Regions from separate parts of the Mus musculus genome. Here regions 1 and 3 are each linked to region 2. A link is a contact called in public HiChIP or PLAC-seq and promoter capture Hi-C data. All regions are on one chromosome and are shown on one strand. Each heading gives the region's core, a stretch centred on a gene start, on an enhancer-like site or on the middle of the called end of the contact. The rest is flanking DNA. Distances are from core to core; before and after follow the strand shown.

Evidence for each region. HiChIP or PLAC-seq counts read pairs in DNA pulled down with a chosen protein or histone mark. Capture Hi-C pulls out chosen DNA fragments and counts their contacts.
Region 1: a promoter capture Hi-C map of liver shows a contact between it and region 2. The contact joins the promoter of Cfap77 here to the promoter of Coq4 in region 2. A contact is called at or near these places in 1 of 39 promoter capture datasets (the C10 cell line) and 1 of 9 other capture datasets (liver).
Region 3: an H3K27ac HiChIP or PLAC-seq map of embryonic stem cells shows a contact between it and region 2, with 5 times the contacts expected there. The contact joins the promoter of Setx here to the promoter of Coq4 in region 2. A contact is called at or near these places in 4 of 39 promoter capture datasets (the C10 cell line, the SN4741 cell line, liver and 1 more), 9 of 115 datasets of contacts at active chromatin or transcription factors (acute myeloid leukemia, astrocytes, bone marrow-derived macrophages and 4 more) and 3 of 9 other capture datasets (embryonic stem cells, liver and pancreatic islet).

The regions. Positions count from the first base shown.
Region 1 is chr2:29,053,652-29,056,351 of GRCm38.p6, forward strand. It overlaps Cfap77 (cilia and flagella associated protein 77), which reads right to left and starts at 1,415. Exons shown (of 6, transcript NM_001166705.1): 1 at 1,163-1,415. The coding sequence starts at 1,357.
Region 2 is chr2:29,786,087-29,788,786 of GRCm38.p6, forward strand. It overlaps Coq4 (coenzyme Q4), which reads left to right and starts at 1,407. Exons shown (of 7, transcript NM_178693.5): 1 at 1,407-2,271; 2 at 2,351-2,482. The coding sequence starts at 2,199. Trub2 (TruB pseudouridine (psi) synthase family member 2) reads right to left here and starts at 1,585. Exons shown (of 8, transcript NM_145520.5): 1 at 1,417-1,585; 2 at 390-521. The coding sequence starts at 1,525.
Region 3 is chr2:29,123,501-29,126,243 of GRCm38.p6, forward strand. It overlaps Setx (senataxin), which reads left to right and starts at 1,492. Exons shown (of 26, transcript NM_198033.2): 1 at 1,492-2,049; 2 at 2,352-2,463.

The DNA of each region.
Region 1 (2,700 bases), core at 165-2,664, 730 kb before region 2:
GATAGATAAAAGCACTGTTGGAATTTTATCAGGACACCCATTGATAGGCACTGATAGGCCTTGATTTCCTCCTTGGCCTAAGGCAGTGAATTCCAACTCTCTGTCCCAGGTACCTGCTAAGATCAGGAATCCAAGAAGTAAGCAAAACTTGTTCCACTGTGGAAACATCTCAGAGGGGCCAGTGCTAAGGATGCTGCTTCATGGGTTCCCTGTATCTAGCTTCTGTCCTCCTGGGAGCATTAATTAGCCCAGAAAGGTCTAACAATATAGGTCTGCCTATAGTCAAAGAACCCATCAGCATGCCCATACCTCTATGGAACCTGGAAACCGAGGTCAATTTTTAGAAGCACACTGCCCTCTAGCGGCACAAGATAAATTTGCGCCACTAAACTTCAACTTTACTTTTTCGGTCTCCCGGCGCCTAAAGAGGCAGAGCCACGGCCACGTGTAGGTTTTTTTTGGGTTTTGTTTTTGTTTTTGTTTTTCGAGACAGGGTTTTTCTATAGCCCTGGCTGTCCTGGAGCTCACTTTGTAGACCAGGCTGGTATCGAACTCAAAAATCCGCCTGCCTCTGCCTCCCAAGTGCTGGGATTAAAGGCGTGCCCCACCACGCCCGGCCCAAGTGTAGTTTTTAGCCAGACAGGAAAACAGACAAAAGTGCGGAGGACCAGCACCGAAAGGGAAAGTGATCTGTCTATAAACGCTGCTCCCACGCAAGTGCCAGCCACGCCTCCTAGAGGGCTTTGAATCTCACACCCCCAGCACACTTAAGATGGTGTTGTGATACTTTCCCGACAGTCAGTCCCAGAGCACCTGCTGCATAGTAGACCAGAGGTGCTGGGGAAGATGGATCTTGGGTGGCAAGGGCATGGATGGGTGCCTGAGACCTGTCTGTCACCCTGTGGGTACGAGCCCGGTAGAGATTGCCCTATCCATAGTCTTTCCCAGTAGTGGGGAAAGACCCCGCTAACGTGTGCCACTTGAGGACACTGAGGTTCCTGGACTGGCTACGACTGCAGAGGGTCCAGGAGGCCTGTTTCACCCAGAGCAAGTTTCCTACACTGCGCCCAAACCCTGGGCCCCGGGTCCCGAGAGTTCAGCAGCTGGAACCCATCGGCGGCGTCGGTGCCCGCGGAGGGGATGATCGTGCCCAGGCGCTCACCTTGACGATGAGCGGGTTCTGAAACATGGAGTCACGCACGACCCCCAGCCTTTCGTTCTCCATGCCCGTACGGATGTCGACCACCGTCAGCGGCCGTCGGGGCGGCGGGCAGATCTGGCTGACCGTGCGATGCACGGGCTGCTTCTTCTTTTTCCATGCCGTGAGGTCTTTCCCGGGTTTCGCCGGATCAGGCATCCCAGGGGCCTCCGGGATTAGACCTTGGCTGCAAAGCCCACAGAGTTCTGCGCTGTCTGAGGACTCCAGCCCCGAGCGAGCGCGCGCTCCGGGCTGCACCACGGGGACCCTGGGGTGCACCTCGCGGCAAGGCAGGCTCCGGAGCAGAGCGCGCCCACCTGCGGAGCCTCTGTCCAAAGCTTAAACCCCGCCAGTTCTTCGGAGTGATTTGGGCACCTCGCAGCAGACTGAGAGAGGGAAGAGTGTCTACACTACCCCTTTCGGAAAAATGGAACGTCCCGTCTCCTTGGTGACAAGACGCCAACAGCTCAAGAGCTTCCGGTTTTCTTTCTAGAAATTCTTAGCAACCACAGAGACCTTTTAGACCTGTCTCAAATCAACATAGAAAAACCCAAGAATCAAATCTAGGTTGTGTTAAAAGAGAAGAGGTTTTAGAGGATCACTTATCCTTGGCTTCCACCCTCTAACTACCCTACTCTAGTTACAGTTCCCTCCCAAGGGAATCTTTTCTTCTTCTTCTTCTTCTTCTTCCTTCTTCTTCTTCTTCTTCTTCTTCTTCTTCTTCTTCTTCTTCTTCTTCTTCTTCTTCTTCTTCTTCCTTCTTCTTCTTCTTCTTCTTCTTCTTCTTCTTCTTCTTCTCCTCCTCCTCCTCCTCCTCCTCCTCCTTCTCCTTCTTCTTCTTTTCTTCTTCTTTTCTCCTTTTCTTCTTCTTTTCTTCTTTTCTTCTTCTTTTCTCCTTCTTTTCTTCTTCTTTTCTCCTTTTTTCTTCTTCTCTTCTTTTCTCCTTCTTTTCTTCTTCTTCTCTTCTTCTTTTCTTCTTCTTTTCTCCTTCTTTTCTTCTCTTCTTCTTTTCTCCTTCTTTTCTTCTTCTCTTCTTCTTCTCTTCCTCCTCCTCCTCCTCTTCTTTCTCCTCCTCCTTCTCCTCCTCCTTCTTCTTCCTTCCTTTCTTCTTCTTCTTTTCTCCTTCTTTTCTTCTTCTCTTCTTCTTCTCTTCCTCCTCCTCCTCCTCTTCTTTCTCCTCCTCCTTCTCCTCCTCCTTCTTCTTCCTTCCTTTCTTCTTCTTCTTCTTCTTCTTCTTCTTCTTCTTCTTCTTCCTCCTCCTCCTTCTTCCTTCTTCCTTCTTCTTCTTCTTCTTCTTCTTCTTCTTCTTCTTCTTCTCTCTCTCTCTCTCTCTCTCTCTCTCTCTCTCTCTGGGATATGGTACTAACACAGTCGTACTGCAATAGAAATATGCATTCTTAGGCTTGAGGTCAATGCTAATTCAGTGGGTGGTCCCAAGCCAGTTTCCCTGTTGGACACTTCCTCCCACCTCGAAAGAAAAAAAAAATATGGATTAGATCAAT
Region 2 (2,700 bases), core at 157-2,656:
TTTTTTTTTTTTTCCTTCGAGACAGGGTTTCTCTGTATAGCCCTGGCTGTCCTGGAACTCACTTTGTAGACCAGACTGGCCTCAAACTCAGAAATCCGCCTGCCTCTGCCTCCCAAGAGCTGGGATTAAAGGCGTGCACCACAACCATGTGGCTGCACTCCAGTCTTGACTAAAATACAAGAAGGTTCTCTCCTTTCCTACAGTCTAGAGATGCTTTGCATTACAATAGCAAAGAGGAGCAGAGCCAAGGAAAACACAAGGCTGTAGGCAGAAGCTGTTTAAAATCTTCCCTCTCTAGGGAAGTTTGCCAAACCCTGGGCTAGAAATCTAACTCAGGCCAGGGATTTCCTCTAACATCACGGCCAGGGTCCTGTCTGACTCTGCCTTACCAAGTCTGTGGGTGGTGAGGGAGGGTACATTGGTGGCTCTGAGAGTCAACTTCTTCTCTTCACTGCCTTCCACAGGGCCTAGCAAGAAGCGAACACGCTGATCAGGAGCAGGAGGCTGCTGGGCATTGAGACCTAAGCACAAAAGAACACAGTCAGTACTTTTCCAACCCGCAAGAGAAGGGGTAGAGAGATGGTAGCATAGAAGATGGATTTGTGTATCGTAGAAAACGTACTATGACTCCTTCAGAAGCCAGGTATCATTAATTCCAGCACTGGGGAGGCAAGAGGCGGGCCTATCTCTGAATTCAAGGCCTGACTGATCTACAGAGTTATTTCCAGGGCAGCCAGGGGTATACAGAGAAACCATTCTCTAAAAAGTGAAGAACAAACAAACAAAACAAAAATCCTAGGTTGGAAGTGTAGCTCAATTCATGGAGTGTTTGCACAATACGCAAGACGCCCCGGGTTCCATCCCCAGCACCCTAATGGGAGGTGGTACTACACAGATGTAGTCTAAGACCTTGGGTAGTGAAGGCAGGACAGTCAAAAGTTCAAGGTTATCTTCATCTTACATAGCAAATTTGAGGCTACATGACAGTTTTTAAGAAAATAAAAGAAAGGAAAAAAAGGCAAAGAAAAAAATTGGTGTTTGAGGGTCGGGGTGGTGGTCACGCTTGTGATCCCAGCATCTGGCAGGTGGAGTCAGGAGAGTCAGAATTCTCAGTGCCTCACTGATTTCAAGGTCGGATTAATTAGAAAAGACCCTGTCTCAAAAGGCAAAAAAAAAAAAAAAAAAAAAAAAAGTTCAAATTCTAACTCTGTAACAGAAACCGCGAAAAAAAACCCAACACTATAGAATGAATTTCTCTAAAGGAAAATAGCGGAGAGTGGGTAGTAACGAAATGTGTACAAGAGAAAAAAAACAAACAAACAAGAAACAGCTACAACCCGGCAAACGAACCACGTGACCTCACTCCACATCAGAAAGAACTAAAGCAAAACCGTGGGTCCGCGTCGGAGTTCTCACCTTTAAGCAGTTGCAACTCCACGGTCTCACGCAAGTGCAGCCACTTCAGCCCCGGAGGTTTATAGACAGCGAAGAGCCCCTGCAGCCGAGCTAGGCCAGAAGAACCCATGGCTGGAACTCAGCGGTTCAACATCATCCAGAAGCGGGGATGCGGGCGGAAGTGCTGCGTGGTCCTTTCCCAAATGTGGTCCCTACTGTAGGTAGCCGCCTTGTTTCCTTGGCAGGAAGAGGTTCTTTTCTTATTGCCCTCCGGGGGGGAAATAAGAGATGGAGAAGAAAATAGGGCCGGATATCGAGCAACCGAATTCTCGGTTATGTTATTTTTGAATTCTTTTCAGGAGTTTTTTGTTTGTTTGTTTCTCATATATCCCAGGCTGCCCTCAAACTTGCTAAGTTGCCGAGAATTCATTACTTTTCTGTCTCCACTTTTCCAAGATCTGGAGTGACGAGTAATTCACATCAGGCTTGGTTTTTGAGACAAGGTCTCTAGTACTGCCTTCGTACTTAAGAAATAGCCAAGAAGGATCTCGAACTGATCCTACGGCCTCCAGGTTTCAAATGCTGGGTTGACAGGCCTACGTTATAAATAACGCCTGGCTCACAGCAGTTGTTTTACTTCAGTGGCAAACAGATCTTGTGGCTTTCCTTCTCATGCTCCTGTCCATATTACAACATCTCCGATCAAAAAGCCACAGTGAGTGCAGTGTCCCAGGAGTCTTTTGACTTCTCGGGCCTCCGTAGTACCTGCGGAGCCCCGCCTAACCACGCGGACGTCCGCTGCCATGGCGACCCTGCTGCTGCTTCGCTCCCTGCGCCTCCACCGCAGTCTTCGGCCCCGTACGCGGCCAGCTGTAGGTGAGCAGCTCTGATTCCAGTGTCCGCGGCGACCAGAGGGACCGGACTCCTCTCACCTTTACCTCTTTTCTGCTCGCAGATGTACCCCTCAGGGCCGGGAGCCATGGCGCCCGCCTGCTGTACCCGGACCACATCCCAACCACCCCGCTGCAAAAGATGCTGCTGGCTGCGGGCGCGGCGGGAATGGCTCTCTACAACCCCTATCGCCACGGTAAGACGGTTTACTCTTCGGTCTCGAAAGCTGGGACCGGTGAAGACTTGGTTTGTGGGCATCCAAACCTGGCTGCGCCTATCATATTTCCCAGGATCGTTTATGATAATCAGGTGCCTGATTCTAGCTAGAACTGTTTTGGGTCTTCTGGGCACAGGGAGGAGAGGAAGAAAGAAACGTGAAGTCTACAAGTCTGCCTTTTTGTAATTCTTGGAAGA
Region 3 (2,743 bases), core at 242-2,741, 660 kb before region 2:
TGTGTAGGAGTGTTTTGCCTGCTTGTATGTGCACCCATTGCCGGCCCCAGAGAAGGGCATCTGTTCTCATCACTTAGGACCGAAGTTTCAGACAGATGTGAACTGCAATGTGGCGCTAGAAAATTAACTCTGGGTCCTCTGGAAGATCAGTAAGTGTTCCTAACTGCTGAGCTCTCGCTCCAGCGTCAGACTTGTGTTTCTTACACTCAAGAGTAACTTAGCATTTATGTCCTTTCACGAATAAAGCATGGTATATTGCTGAAGTCTGAAATCTGGGTTACGAATTCTGCCAGGATCTGTATCATCAGGGACAAGGAACTGCGGGTAGTTTCTATCATTTCCCCTCATTTCTGAAAATTTCAGTTAGCTATCAAGAGTCTTGTTTAAAAAAAAACTATCATAAATGTGTTACTTTAAAAACCATGCATACATATAGTGCTTCTAGTTTGAAACCACTTTCTGCAACTTTGATTTTGATAGAAACCTTTGACGAAATGAAAAAAAAGGGGGGGGGGAGAAAATAACGGTCAGCTTCAACTGCCGCTTCCTGATTGGCTAAAGCCCCTCTAACGGTCATCTGCTGCCTTATAAACCACACCCCCTTTTCTGGAACGTTCCTTAGAGCTTTACCCTCGTGCTTCAGGCGCTGGCTTCTCATTCTGCGTTAAGGTTCTCCAGGGTAGGAAGGTCTCTGACCCACCTGCCACCTCTAAGAGCCTTGTTCTTTTCTGTGGCGTTGGCAATGGAACCCAGTGTTACAGTGTGACAGGTGAGTGCTCCTGAGTTACTTTCTTGCACACTTTCCTTTAAAAAAAAAAAAAAAAGGAAAAAAAAAAAAAGAAAAAGAAAGAATGTTAACTTTTAATTTTTGGTTAATTTAGGCCTCCAAATCGCTGACCTCCAGGTCTGGAGTTGAAACCTCATCACACCCTTTCCTTTTTAAAAAAAAGAATTATTTTAATTTTAAAATTTTGGTGAATGTAATGTAGGCCTCGAAATCGCTTTCTGTACGAGGCTGGCCTTTGGGCCTGGATGCGCTGGCTTTAAGCCTTCTGAGTACAGGGACCACAGGCTGCCGGGCTTGTAAAGTGATTTGTTTTTTTCCTAAATTCCGTTTTTGAGGAGGAGAGGTTTTGGGCCACCCAACTGTCCTTTGGGAAATCTGACATGACTGTGTTCCATTATCGGAGCCTGTTCTGGGTCGGAAACGGGCAGAGCCCTCGACTTGGGGCGCCCTTGCAGAATCACGCACACATTTTATTGTTTAGGTTTCGGACGGAAACGTGACAGACGTCGCGGACGTTGGGGAGCGGAAGAGCCCAAAGGGAACCAGCAGGTAAGCATCTCCCCGAAGAGGGTCGGGGAAGGGGCGGGGTGAGAAAGGGGGCGGGACGAGGAAAGGGGCGGGGACAGGCTCCTCGGCTAATTTACCGCTCCTTTGGACGGGAGTCCTTGATTGGTCGGACTTACCCCCCTCGTTCCGGAAGTGACGCCACTCAGCGGTCAGGCCGGTTGTTCCCCGCTGCTGCACTTTCCACCTCCCGTCCGCCCCCATGGTCCGCCCCCTTGGTGTACCACAACAAGCCGGCTCTGGCGGGGGCGGGCTGAGGGCGGGGTCCGCTCTCGCGGCAGCGGCGGGTTGGGCGTTGGGCGTCGCCTTGCCCTTCCGTCTGCTGTTCTAGCGGGGGGCATGGAGGTGGGTTAGCGCGCTGCAGCCGGGCCTAGCCGGGGTGAGACGCGCCGCGGACAAGCCGCGAGCGGGCGAACGAGCAGGAGAGGAGAGCGCGTGCGCGGTGAGGGGCGCGCGGCTTACTGCCGTTGGGAACTTGCGCGCGGCCTGCGGGAGCGGGCGCCTGCTGTGACCCTTCTGGAGAGCTGCGTTTGGTGAGAGCGGCGGCTTGCCGCTGCTACCAAGGGCGGGCAGCGCTTGGTGTTTCCTGCAAGCGAGGCCCGCCCCCGGATCTCTGCTGTTCTGGCATCAGCACCGCCGGCCCTGGGCAACGATGTACAGCGAGGACCCTTAGCTTCGGGGCGAGGGAGGCCTCCCGGGTAAGGATCCGACCCTCTGTCCTGGCGTCGCTTCCGCATGGGCACCCGGACGCCCTCCCCGCCGTACCAGGCGTTGCGGTGTGGACAGCCTCCCGTACGCCCACAGCGGATGTGATCAAGTGCCTATTTGGCCCCTGGAGGAGAACAGTCCCTAGGGAAGTTGGGGGGGGGGATCAGTGTTAAGCCGTTCCCCCCAGTAGTGTGTGGATCTAACCTGACCTAGGTAACTCATTAGATGACACAAGGCCCAGGTGAGATGCATAATGTAAGGGACATTTTATCAGTTTTTATTTTAATTTCAGAAATGTTCTTTTTGGGGGCCAAAGTGTGAATCTGTCTGAATGCAGAGCCACATCTCACAGATAAGCCCAGCAATCACAAAGAGCATCACTTCTCTGTAGGACCTTGGTCAAGGTAATTGTCTTATTAAACAATAACTTCTTTTTTAGTTATTTGATAAGTACTAGAGTTAAAAATGTGGCATAGATCCATACCTTGACATGCCCTCTTCTGGTGTGTCTGAAGATAGCTACACTGTACTCATATAAATAAAACAAATCTTTAATTTTTTTTTTAAAATAAGTCTAATGTGTGCAGTAACCTCTGGCAGCATTTTGTTAGGAATTTTTGGAGGTAGGTCAGGTGAGGCAGAGAGATTAGACTTAGTAATTCGGGCAAATGATGAAAGAATAGG